2 separate regions of the Sus scrofa genome follow, and region 2 is linked to region 1. Evidence: chromatin contacts called from public Hi-C data. All regions are on one chromosome and are shown on one strand. Each heading gives the region's core, a stretch centred on a gene start, on an enhancer-like site or on the middle of the called end of the contact. The rest is flanking DNA. Distances are from core to core; before and after follow the strand shown.

Region 1 (5,408 bases), core at 29-2,528:
TTTTTTTAAATTAAAAAATTAAAAAATAAGCTGACATCCACAGTGATTTCCTCCTACATTCCAGGAATTGTGTTGTCCTAACACATATCTCGCAGTAATCCTCATAACAGTTCTAGAATGTGAATACTATTATCTCCATTTTACAGATAAAGAAACAGAGTCAGCAAGGTGAAATCGCTTCCTGAGATGACACAACCAGCAAGTGGCAGAACAAGAATATGGATCCAGGTTATCTGATTGCAAACCCTGCATTCTTTTCTTCAACAAATATTTAGCATATGCCTATTATGCCAGGTATAAGGCAAAAATAGAGACACGAAACAATGTAACAAATTATATAGTGTGCTGTGTAAGTGCTATAGGAACAGAGGAAAGAGGGAGTGGAAGTGGGTTTTCTTTTTTTTGTCTTTTCTAGGGCGTGCAGCATATGGAGGTTCCCTGGCTAGGGGTCGAATCGGAGCTGCAGCCAGCAGCCTACGCCAGAGCCACAGCAACGCGGGATGCGAACCGCGTCTGCGACCTACACCACAGCTCTAGGCAACGCGGGATCTTTAACTCACTGACGGAGTGCAGGGATCAAACCCGCACTCGAATGCGGGTTTCTAGTCGAATTCGTTAACCATGAGCCACGACGGGAACTCCATATTATTATTTTCCTTTTAGGGGTGGAATGGGGAGCTGCAGCTGCGGATTCGAGCCGCATCTGTGACCTACGCTGCAGCTTGCTGCAAAGCCGGATCCTTAACCCACTGAGCGAGGCCAGGGATGGAACCGGCATCCTCACGGAGATTACGTCTGGTCTTTAACCCGTAGAACCATAATGGAAACTCTGAGACTTAGGTTTTAAAGCATCCCTTTGTTTCCAAAGAGCGAAGAACTGTAGAAGAAACAAGAAACCATTCTGCTTCTCAACCATGTACAATTATTTCTCAGCTCCACGTCATACTCTTCAGCTTGCGACTTGGCCAGGTGACAGAAGGAAACGTGGACTCAGGTCACAAACTCTAGCTTCTCTACACGAGAACAGCTCCAGCCCAGCAGAGGGAAGCACCTCTGAGAAACCTCCTTCCACACACAGCAGTGCTTTCTTTAGCTACCGTGTTTAAAGGCAGCGTCCCGTTGGCTGGAGTGGCAGCGATACCATCCAATGGCTGCATAGATCAACCCAGCTTCTCCAGACAGACGTTGAAGCCAGCCAATAGGCGGGGGCGCTGTCTGCGGCTTTGGATTGGCTGTTTTGTTCACATATAAAAGACTCGCGCCGGCGTACAGCCCTCCTCTCGCCAGGCGTCCTCGTGTGAGGTCTGTTCGTCCGCTGTGGTAGCGTAGGGGACTGGCGGCGGGAGAAATGAGGCTTTCGGGTATATTTTCGGGGGCCGCGGGGTCCAGGCCTCTCTGGCCTGGGGCTCCGCTGGCGGCAAGTCCAGGGCCCGTTCGGGCCGCCGGGCGCGGGAGAGTGGTCTCCTCCCCTAGGCCTCGGGTTTGGAGCCCGCCGCTCCGTGGGGACGCGTGTTGGAGTATGCTGAATTTTCTCTCTTTTTTCTCAGTGACATCGTCTTTAAACCCTGCGTGGCAATCCCTGACGCACCGCCGTGATGCCCAGGGAAGACAGGGCGACCTGGAAGTCCAACTACTTCCTTAAGATAATCGTAAGTGCGGGGTAGGTCTCGGCCGCCCACTGTGGTGCCTTGCCCGGGGCAGTAATAGGGACAACCAGCGGCCAGGTGCTGAGTGCCTGCAGGTGGCCAACCATCAAATTAGGTCGTTTTAGGCAAGTCTTCTTTAATCTTAATAATTTCCTGAGGTCAGCGTTCCTCTGCTTCCTTGTGTTGCAGATAAACAGGCTCAGGCAGGTTAAATGGCTCTTAAGAGTACTTCTAAAGATCTCTGGTCATACTTTTACTTTTTTGTATCCATCTTTGGGGAAGTCTGAGGCACTGAATGATTCATTATAAAGAGGCAAGTTGCTGCAGATTTAGATCCTGTCAAGAAACTAATTCAGTGAATGTTTTCTTTTGGGTGGCCTTGAGGTGGGTCTTCGCTGCCCAGAATTGTTGATCATCAGGTCATGCTGCTCTTTAGGCGTTAGGCAGCTTTGTGGACCTTAGTCCATTATGTTTTCCATTTTTCATGATTTTGAGACAAAAAACTTAAAGGAATTTTTCAATGATCCATACTTGAAACCTAAATTCTACAAGTAATGTTTTGCTGTGTTTGCCTTACTTTGTATTTTCAAAACTGGGTTTTGTTAATGCAGCCATTTTAGTGGATCAGAAACATGCCTTAATTGAGAAAAATTAAGAATGGAAGCTACAATTAAACCTTTGGGTTGAATGTAGAAACATGATCTTACCATTCATACCCCACAAGCAAATCTTAGGCAAATCTGGCTCTCACAGCTCAGGTGCCTGCTAGTAGGAGGAATTGTCTTAACCTCAGACATTTGAAAAGCATAAAAAGGAGTGAGTGAAACGGAAACTTGAGATTGTGGGATTTGGTTTTTCTTGATCCTTTCTTTTTCCTTCTGTTAACATTGCTCGTGTCTGGCTTGTTTGGGCAGCAACTTCTGGATGATTATCCGAAATGCTTCATTGTGGGAGCAGACAATGTGGGCTCCAAGCAGATGCAGCAGATCCGCATGTCTCTCCGCGGGAAAGCCGTGGTGCTGATGGGCAAGAACACCATGATGCGCAAGGCCATCCGAGGGCACCTGGAAAACAACCCAGCCCTGGAGAAGTCAGTCATTCCTCCTGGGCATCTTTGTCCATCCTTCTCCCTTTTCCTGGAGAAGAATGGTGCTCAAAGTTAACCGTCTCTTGTAAACTTCTCTTTGCAGACTGTTGCCTCACATCCGGGGGAACGTGGGCTTTGTGTTCACCAAGGAGGACCTCACTGAGATCAGGGACATGCTGCTGGCCAATAAGGTGAGGGGAGAATCAGCTTGGCTGAAGAGGCCTTATCATTAATTTTGGCTCCTTAAAAGCAAGAAAAAAAGAAGACAATCTTTTTCAGGTTGTAGCTGTGGAAAGAAGTTTTCTCATTGTTTGTCCTTTTTGTTCAGGTGCCAGCTGCCGCCCGTGCTGGTGCCATAGCCCCATGCGAAGTCACTGTACCTGCCCAGAACACTGGTCTGGGGCCTGAGAAGACCTCCTTCTTCCAGGCTTTAGGCATCACCACTAAAATCTCCAGGGGCACCATTGAAATCCTGGTGAGTGGGCCTGGCTTGGCCTGTGCCAGCCAGGCAGGTGGCGGGGGCTTGGTTGCTGTGGACCTGCTGGATGTCTGGGTTAACTGTCACCTACCTTGTTTTTCAGAGTGATGTGCAGCTGATTAAGACTGGAGACAAAGTGGGAGCCAGTGAAGCCACGTTGCTGAACATGTTGAACATCTCCCCCTTCTCCTTTGGGCTGATCATCCAGCAGGTGTTTGACAATGGCAGCATCTACAACCCTGAAGTGCTTGACATCACCGAGGAAACTCTGCATTCTCGCTTCCTGGAGGTACAGGCTGTCCATCCCAGGCCTTTCATTTTTTTTTTTTTTTTTTTTTCTTTTTAGGGCTGCACTCGCACCATACGGAGGTTTCCAGGCTAGGGGTCTAAACGGAGCTACAGCTGCCGGCCTATGCCACAGCCACAGCAACACCAGATCCGAGCCATGTCTGCAACCTACATCACAGCTCACAGCAACGCCAGATCCTTAACCCACTGAGCGCGGCCACGAATTAAACCCACAACCTCGTGGTTCCTAGTCAGATTCCTTTCTGCTAAGCCATGATAAGAACTCCTCCAGGACTTTCTTATATTAATAGTTGAGAGCATATCTAGCTTCAGAGGGAATCCTGGCCATGCGGCTGACTTGCAGTATAATAATCAAAGACAGTTTAATCTCTTATCTCAGTTTCCTCATCTGTAAAATGGCAAGAACAGTATAAAATTGATGAAGGATTTAACAAATTAATGAGTATACAGTGCTGGGCACACAGTAAGGGCTGTTATGCTAGGGCCTGTAATAAGACATGAGATTTCGAATAGAGTCAATCAGTGAAAGGAAGAATGAGAAAAATGAGGTAGTTAATGGATGAATGTTGTCAAGTACCCCGTCTTGGGAGGATAGGGACTCTTCCAGGGATAGTCTTGCTTATTTTTGCTGCTAATACACCTTTTTTTTTTTTTAAACTTTTTAGGGCTGCACCCACAGCATATGGAGGTTCCCAGGCTAGGGGTCTAATCAGAGCTACAACTGCCAGCCTACACCACAGCTCACGGCAGCGTCAGATCCTTAACCCCTGAGCGAGGCCAGGGATCAAACCCGCAACCTCATGGCTCCTAGTCTGATTTGTTTCTGCTGCGTTATGATGGGAACTCTCATATCTTCTAGTTTTAAGGTGATAGGAGATATAATTCATTTTTTTCTTAGGCAAATGAAACATTGCCATTATAAACACTCTATAAACACCAACTGGTTTTTGGAAATCTCTCTAGTAGATGAAATTCATGTTTGCAATTTAATGTGTTTTCTCTCTTTGGAACGCAAGTTAATACTTTATATTTTCACAAAGTAGTGGCTTTTGAAGTAAGTGTGATTCTTATGGTAAAGGAAATGTCCATGTTGAGAATAAGAGCAAAAAGCATTTTGAAGTTACTGAGTCTGAATTTCCCTGCCAGAAGCATTTGTTGGAGGTGAGGTGTCCTATGTGAGGCTAAGATGCTAACCTAGCAAGTCTTATTTGCTGTTGAGTTTGGACTTTGTTGTCTCTATGACATTCCATTTAAAGTGTGATTTTTTTTTTTCCCCCTCCCTTTCCTTCCATAGGGTGTCCGCAATGTTGCCAGCGTATGTCTGCAGATTGGTTACCCAACTGTTGCATCTGTACCCCATTCTATCATCAATGGGTACAAGCGGGTCCTGGCTTTGTCTGTGGAAACTGATTACACCTTCCCACTTGCTGAAAAGGTAAAAAGAATCCACCAGGACCACAGTAGAGCTGACAGCAGGAGGATAAATAGCTGTCTGCTGAGTTAATGCTTTTGTGTAGCAGATTTTTAATTTTTGTTTTTTGTCTTTCTGTCTTTTTAGGGTCACACTCGCAGCATATGGAGGTTCTCAAGCTAGGGGTCTAATCCAAGCTGTAGCTGCTGGCCTATGCCACAGCCATAGCAATGCAGGATCCAAGCCACATCTGCAACCTACACCACTGCTCACAGCAATGCCATATCCTTAACTCACTGAGTGAGGCGAGGGATCGAACCCACAACCTCATGGTTCCTAGTCAATTCATTTCCGCTACATCACAAAAGGAACTCCCCAGATTTTTAAGAGTATAGTTCCTCAATACCTGAGGGGAATTAATCCCCCCCATACCAGAATCCACTAGTGTTAAGTCCTTTATATAAAACGATGTAACTC
Region 2 (6,130 bases), core at 3,528-6,027, 83 kb after region 1:
CTCCCGCGGCATATGGAGGTTCCCAGGCTAGGGGTCGAATCGGAGCTGTAGCCACCAGCCTACGCCAGAGCCACAGCAACGCGGGATCCTAGCCGCGTCTGCAACCTACACCACAGCTCACGGCAACGCCAGATCATTAACCCACTGAGCAAGGGCAGGGACCGAACCCGCAACCTCATGGTGCCTAGTCGGATTCGTTAACCACTGCGCCACGAGGGAAACTCCCGGGATTTTTTTTTTTAATTTTAATTTTTTTTTGCTTTTTAGGGCTACAACCTTGGCATATGGAAGTTCCCAGGCTAGGGGTCAAATTGGAGCTCAACTGCCGGCCTACACCACAGCCACAGCCACACCAGATCCAAGCTGCACCTGCGACCTACTACACTACAGCTCACTGCAAGGCCGGATCCTTGACCCACTGAGTGAGACCAGGGTTTGAACCCACATCTTCATGGATACTAGTCAGATTTGTTTCTGCTGCACCACAAGGGGAACTCCCAGAAGGAGGGATTTTAGTTTTATTTACTGCTTAATCTCTGGCTCCTCCATCAGTGCCTGGCACACAGTAAGCCCTCAAATGCTTGTGTAAGTAACAAGTGACTCACTTTCCCAACTGTACGGTAGGCTCCCTGAGGGTGGGGCTTTGTTTTGTCAATGTGATATCCCCAGTGCTTGGCACCTAGTAGGCAAAAACATACTTATTGAATTAGCAAGCAAATACAGTCATCAGGTAAATTAATGTGTTTTTTTTTTTTTAAAGAATGCTAATTTGGTAGATGTTGTTTGCATACTGTCTTTTGCATCTGTCCCTTCCTGCTGCCACCTCACATCTGGGCCTTGGCAGTAATCTTTAAAGCTCTGCAGTTGAAATCCATCCTGCAAGCTTGTACCAGATAATTTTCCCCAAATATTTTGATATTGCTTCTCTGCTCAGGAACTTTCAATGCCTCCCCATTATAGTTTCTTCCTTCCTTACTTCTTCCCTCCCTCTCTCTCTCTAGTTCATCCCATGTGATATCTGGGACCCACTTATTTTATTTTTGGCCACATCCAAGGCATATGGGAAGTTCCCAGGCCAGGGCTCGAACTTGTGCTTCAGCAATGACCCAAGCTGCCATAGAGAAAACACTGGATTCTTAATCCACTGCTCTACTGCAGGAACTCCCCGACTATAGCTTCTAATGTATAAACAGGTGATCTTGCGAAACTCATCTGTAAACTAGCTATTCTTTTTTTTTTTTGTCTTTTTGTTGTTGTTGTTGTTGCTATTTCTTGGGCCACTCCCGCGGCATATGGAGGTTCCCAGGCTAGGGGTTGAATCGGAGCTGTAGCCACTGGCCTGCGCCAGAGCCACAGCAACTCGGGATCCGAGCCGCGTCTGCAACCTACACCACAGCTCACGGCAACGCCGGATCGTTAACCCACTGAGCAAGGGCAGGGACCGAACCCGCAACCTCATGGTTCCTAGTCGGATTCGTTAACCACTGCGCCACAACGGGAACTCCCCAACGAGCTATTCTTAACAGTTGAGCAAAGTTTCCCATCAGTGGTACACACTGCTACTTACCTCAAGTCACAAAAGTTTATGTCTGTCTCTCTATGTGGACTTTATATATATCTACCTACCTGCTACAACAGCTCCAGTCATTGTATTATAGCTTAGATAATGTAAAGCAATGTTTCTATTGGAAAATGTGTTCAGAGTTTCATTTTTGGGAGTCAGGCACACATCCTAGCCTGCAGGGAATTCTCCCTCAAAGCTAAATGGATGATTTTCACAGGCTGTGACAGCGGCTGTCCAAATACACCCGCCATTCAAGGCACTCTAAATTCCAACTCCATCATGAACTCCTTCCCCCGTCATTTTGGCTAAAAGTGATAGCTCTCCTCTGAAAACTAGGCTGCTTATTTGACAGCTATTTAATCTCTTATATCGTCTTATATTTTTTACTCCTCATGAGTGTGTCTTGTCTCTGATGAGACTGAAAGCTCCTTGATGGGAAAGGCTCTATCCTACAGTCTGTGGCACATAATAAAAAGTGAGCACTCATTAAATGGCTCCTGAATAAATGGTGGAATTAATGCCTATTGCTTTCCAGGCAGCACACGAAGGCAGGTCAGGAGTCTTGTTTTCAAAATGGCCAGTTCTGGAGTTCCCATCATGGCACAGCGGAAACGAATCCAACTAGGAACCATGAGGTTGTGGGTTCAATCCCTGGCTTCGCTCAGTGGGTTAAGGATCTGGCATTGCCATGAGCTGTGGTGTAGGTCGCAAACTGGGCTTGGATCTGGCTTTGTTGTGGCTGTGTAGTAGGCAGCAGCTATAGCTCCGATTAGACCCCTAGCCTGGGAACCTCCATATGCCACAGGTGTGGCCCTAAAAAAACAAACAAAAGTAAAATGGCCAGTTCTGTTCTTCTTCTCAAAAGTATCCTGTAGGCATGATATCATGCGGCTGCCCTGGGCATGTGTGCTGGAGTCTGCAGCAGGAAATGGCAGAAAGCATGAATGAGTCAGTGCAAGATGACCTTGGCTTAATAGCATTGGTTACAATTTATCAGATGCCTATGCCAGGTAATTTGCAGACATATCTCTAATTCTCACAACTCCTCTGAGGAAACTGGGGGCTCTGAGACATTATGATGTGACTATTCCAAAATCTCCAAGCTTTTAAGGGAAGGAGCCAGGATTTCAAAGCTAGCATTTGAAGCAAAGTCTCTCTGACTCCAGAGCAGGTTGAGGAGATGATCTAGAGTGACTTCCTGCCTCACTGTATGGTCAGGATGGAGCGTGCTTGCCTGGGGGAACACTCTGAGGCTTCTTTCTTCCCTTTATTTCTTAAAACTGTTGGATCAACAGGGGATCCCACTAACCTTTCCCAGCAAAGAAGGACCATTTTTGTCAGTGGTTATATGAGCTGCCCTCCCAGCTGGTACCTTCAGATCCCAAGTCCCTGTTCTTCTGCCATCTCAGTTCCTGGAAAAACAACTCAAAGCTTGAGTCAGACACTCCATATATTGTTCAAGGATCTTCTCTGTAACATTGTTTATGACAACAAGAAATTATAACATGAACGCCTATCAACAGCAGGAGTAGTTCAATAGTACCACCACACACACACACACACACACACACACACACATTTTTTTTTTTTGTCTTTTTATTTGAGGGCTGCATCCGCAGCAGCATATGGAGGTTCCCAGGCTAGGGATCAAATCGGAGCTTTGGCTGCCTGGCAAAACCACAGCCACAGCAACATCAGATCCAAGCTGAGTCCTACACCACAGCTCACCGCAACACCGGATCATTAACCCACTGAGCGAGGCCAGGGATCGAACCCTCTTCCTCATGGATACTAGTTGGATTTGTTACCACTGACACAATGGGAACTCCAGTATCACCATATATATATGATGGAGTGTCATACCCATGCAGCTGTGATGACAGAAGGCCCAAGTATGTTGTTAAAGAGAAAAAGCAATTTAAGTGTATGCACAGGCAAAGGAAATTAATTGAAGGACATTTATTCATTCAACAAATATTTGTTAAACTTAAAACATTTAACTTTTAATAAATTTATTAACAGGGTTTGTTTACATGTGAGGAATGGGTCTGAGGGAAAAGCAGTAATTTGTACTTTTTGGTAACCTTCTGTATATATTTAAAAACCAAGAGAATTACTTTGTATAAAGTCAAGGTAAAAGGAAGTTTGAGAAAGCAAGTAGAAATATATAAAAGGTACTTCACTAGAAAGTGAGAGGGACATACAGAACTTGTAACAAATTTTTTTCTCTTCAGTTCTGTAAATGAGGATGGCAAGAGGCGCATTCTACTTTTAGTGCAGGTGGGAACTTACTCTACAACCGGAAAAAAACTGGGTCTGATGATAAACCGAATACCGCTTAACTTCTGCAACCCAGGTCTTCCTACCACGTGATTTGGAAAAGTGGTGTATCTGTAGATGGTGTGAAATTGAAGCTGCAGGAGCTGCTGCTGTCGATCTGCGGGGTTCGTCACCTCCCAGGCTCAACGTCATGTTGGACAGGACCCTGAATCTGGTATCACCCACCCCGTTTTATCAACAAGGCAACTCAAGCTCCAATAGGTCTCTGGGCTAGGATGGGACTTCTCCCCAGCACTGACGTCAAAGCCATACACCTAACACGTTACTCCCCAGCGGGCGACTCCGGTCCTGTACACACCGCAGCCTCCAGCCGCCTCGGCGTCCTGTCCATAGGCTCGGGAGACGGTAGGGGGCCGGAGCTAGCACCCCGGAGGCGGCGTCCACGCAGAAGGGGGCGGAGTGTCCGAGTCCCCAGCCCCGAGAAACCGGGAGCTCGGCGTAAGCCCCGCCCCAGCGGTCACTGCCAGTCTTTTCCTCTCCGCAGCGCTTGCGGGTCTTGAAGATGAAGGAGCGGGTCTTTTCCGGGCCACGGCCGGACTTCTTCCTCATTCTAGGCTTCTTCCAATTAGGGTTCCACCGCAGCTCTGCTCTCCGAACCCTCCAGGCCGCGGGCTGCGGGCTGCGGGCGGCGGCGGCTGCTGTGATCGGCGAAAAGACGCAGGAAAGGCCAGCCCTCGCCCGCGGGACTCTGCCTGGGCGCACGCGCAGTGCGTGAGCGCGGAGAGGGCGCGGCTGGCTGCGGCCGCGGCTGCGCAGAGGCGGGGACAGGCGCTGCGCCTGCGCAGTGGCGGGGCGGGGCGGGAAGGAGGGAGGCGGTGGCAGCGGCGGCGGCTGCTGAAGAGGAGGAGGAGGAGGAGGGGGAGCGGAGGGAGGTGTTTCTGTCAGTTCCGGCTGTTTGTTCGGGAAGTGGATCCGCCGCTGCCGGAGCAGCCCGGAGGGAGCTGCGGATCGCGAGGCCAGCACCGACCCCGCCCGCCCGCGCGCGCCTCCCCCGCCCGCCATGGCCCGGGACTACGACCACCTCTTCAAGCTGCTCATCATCGGCGACAGCGGTAAGGGCCGCGGCGGCCGGAGGCGGCGTGGGCCCTGCCGGGCGCGGCCCGCAGGGGCCTCGGGGCGGGCAGACTGGCGGGGAGGTGCCGGCCCGCGCGGGGCGGGTGGGGCAGCCGGCGGCTGCAGGGGCGCGCGGAGGGGCTCGGGGCGGCTCCGAGGTGAGGCTGGGGCGCGGGGATACGGAGCCGAGGGGCCGGGTGCGCGGGGCTCGGGGCTGGGCTCCCGGTCCACTGGTCGCGCCGGCCCCTGCCTCACGTGTGACCTTGGTCAAGTCGCGCGGTGTCTGGAGTTGGAGGGACCCAGGTTCGAGTCTCGGGACTACTAGCTTCCTCATTCTGACCTTGGGCGAATTGTTTCGCCTTTCCGAGCCTCAGTTTCCTCATCTGAGAATTGGGGACTTGCCTCGTAGGGTGGTGTGAGTATTGGATGAGATAAAGCTGGAAAAGTGCTTAACACTCGACCTGGTGGAGTGAGCTAGCTCTAGGTAGATGTTAGCAATCGATGTGGTTATCAGTAGCCTTTGGAAGCTTCAGTTTCATCCTCTGTAAAATGGGGATATTCCCAGAACCTTCCTCATGAGATTCCTGTGAGGTTTAAATGAAGTAAGACAGGTAAAGCACTTCACTCAAGGACTGGCACATTCCTGCTGAATTATTATCTCTGTATGCTTCCGTTTCCTCATCTGTAAAAATGAAATAGTAGTACGATCTGCCTCACTGAGCTGATTGAGTATTCAGTGAGATATTGCACACACTATGTTGGGAAAAGTGTCTGACACATAGTGAGTTCTTAGTATATGTTTGCTGTTACGTATTGTACACTAGATGCTAGACAGATATTGGAGGTGGGTCTGCCAACATTACAAAAGTGCTTTGACCGTTTATACACTCCTAGAGAGCTTGGGGCAGTGCTCACTCTCCAGTGGCTAGTGCAGTGCCTGGCACCCAGTAGGTGCCTAATATATATTTGTCGAATGAATGAATGAATGAATATCAAGTACCCTCGGAAAAGCTAGTCTGGTTTCTGAGAAAGGGTGGAGGGTTTTTAGAGGTGTTTGGAGTGCGGCAGGTAAGCAGGTTTATTAAAGGGGTGACCAAGAGGTCAGGGAAGCAGGCCCCAGGAGGTTTCTGGGAGCGTAGCTGAGGCCCTGGGACTTTATGATGGGGAAGGAGG

What was found. Hi-C and Micro-C count contacts between places; a contact is called where the count stands out from the background.
Region 2: a Hi-C map of liver shows a contact between it and region 1, with 2.8 times the contacts expected there. The contact joins the promoter of RAB35 here to the promoter of RPLP0 in region 1. A contact is called at or near these places in 6 of 47 Hi-C or Micro-C datasets (alveolar macrophages, epiblast stem cells, heart right ventricle and 2 more) and 1 of 2 datasets of contacts at active chromatin or transcription factors (alveolar macrophages).

The regions. Positions count from the first base shown.
Region 1 is chr14:40,219,813-40,225,220 of Sscrofa11.1, reverse strand. RPLP0 (ribosomal phosphoprotein large PO subunit) reads left to right here and starts at 1,278. Exons shown (of 8, transcript NM_001098598.1): 1 at 1,278-1,302; 2 at 1,548-1,649; 3 at 2,561-2,736; 4 at 2,837-2,924; 5 at 3,062-3,208; 6 at 3,315-3,500; 7 at 4,815-4,955. The coding sequence starts at 1,596.
Region 2 is chr14:40,139,908-40,146,037 of Sscrofa11.1, reverse strand. RAB35 (RAB35, member RAS oncogene family) reads left to right here and starts at 4,777. Exons shown (of 6, transcript NM_001243291.1): 1 at 4,777-4,956. The coding sequence starts at 4,905.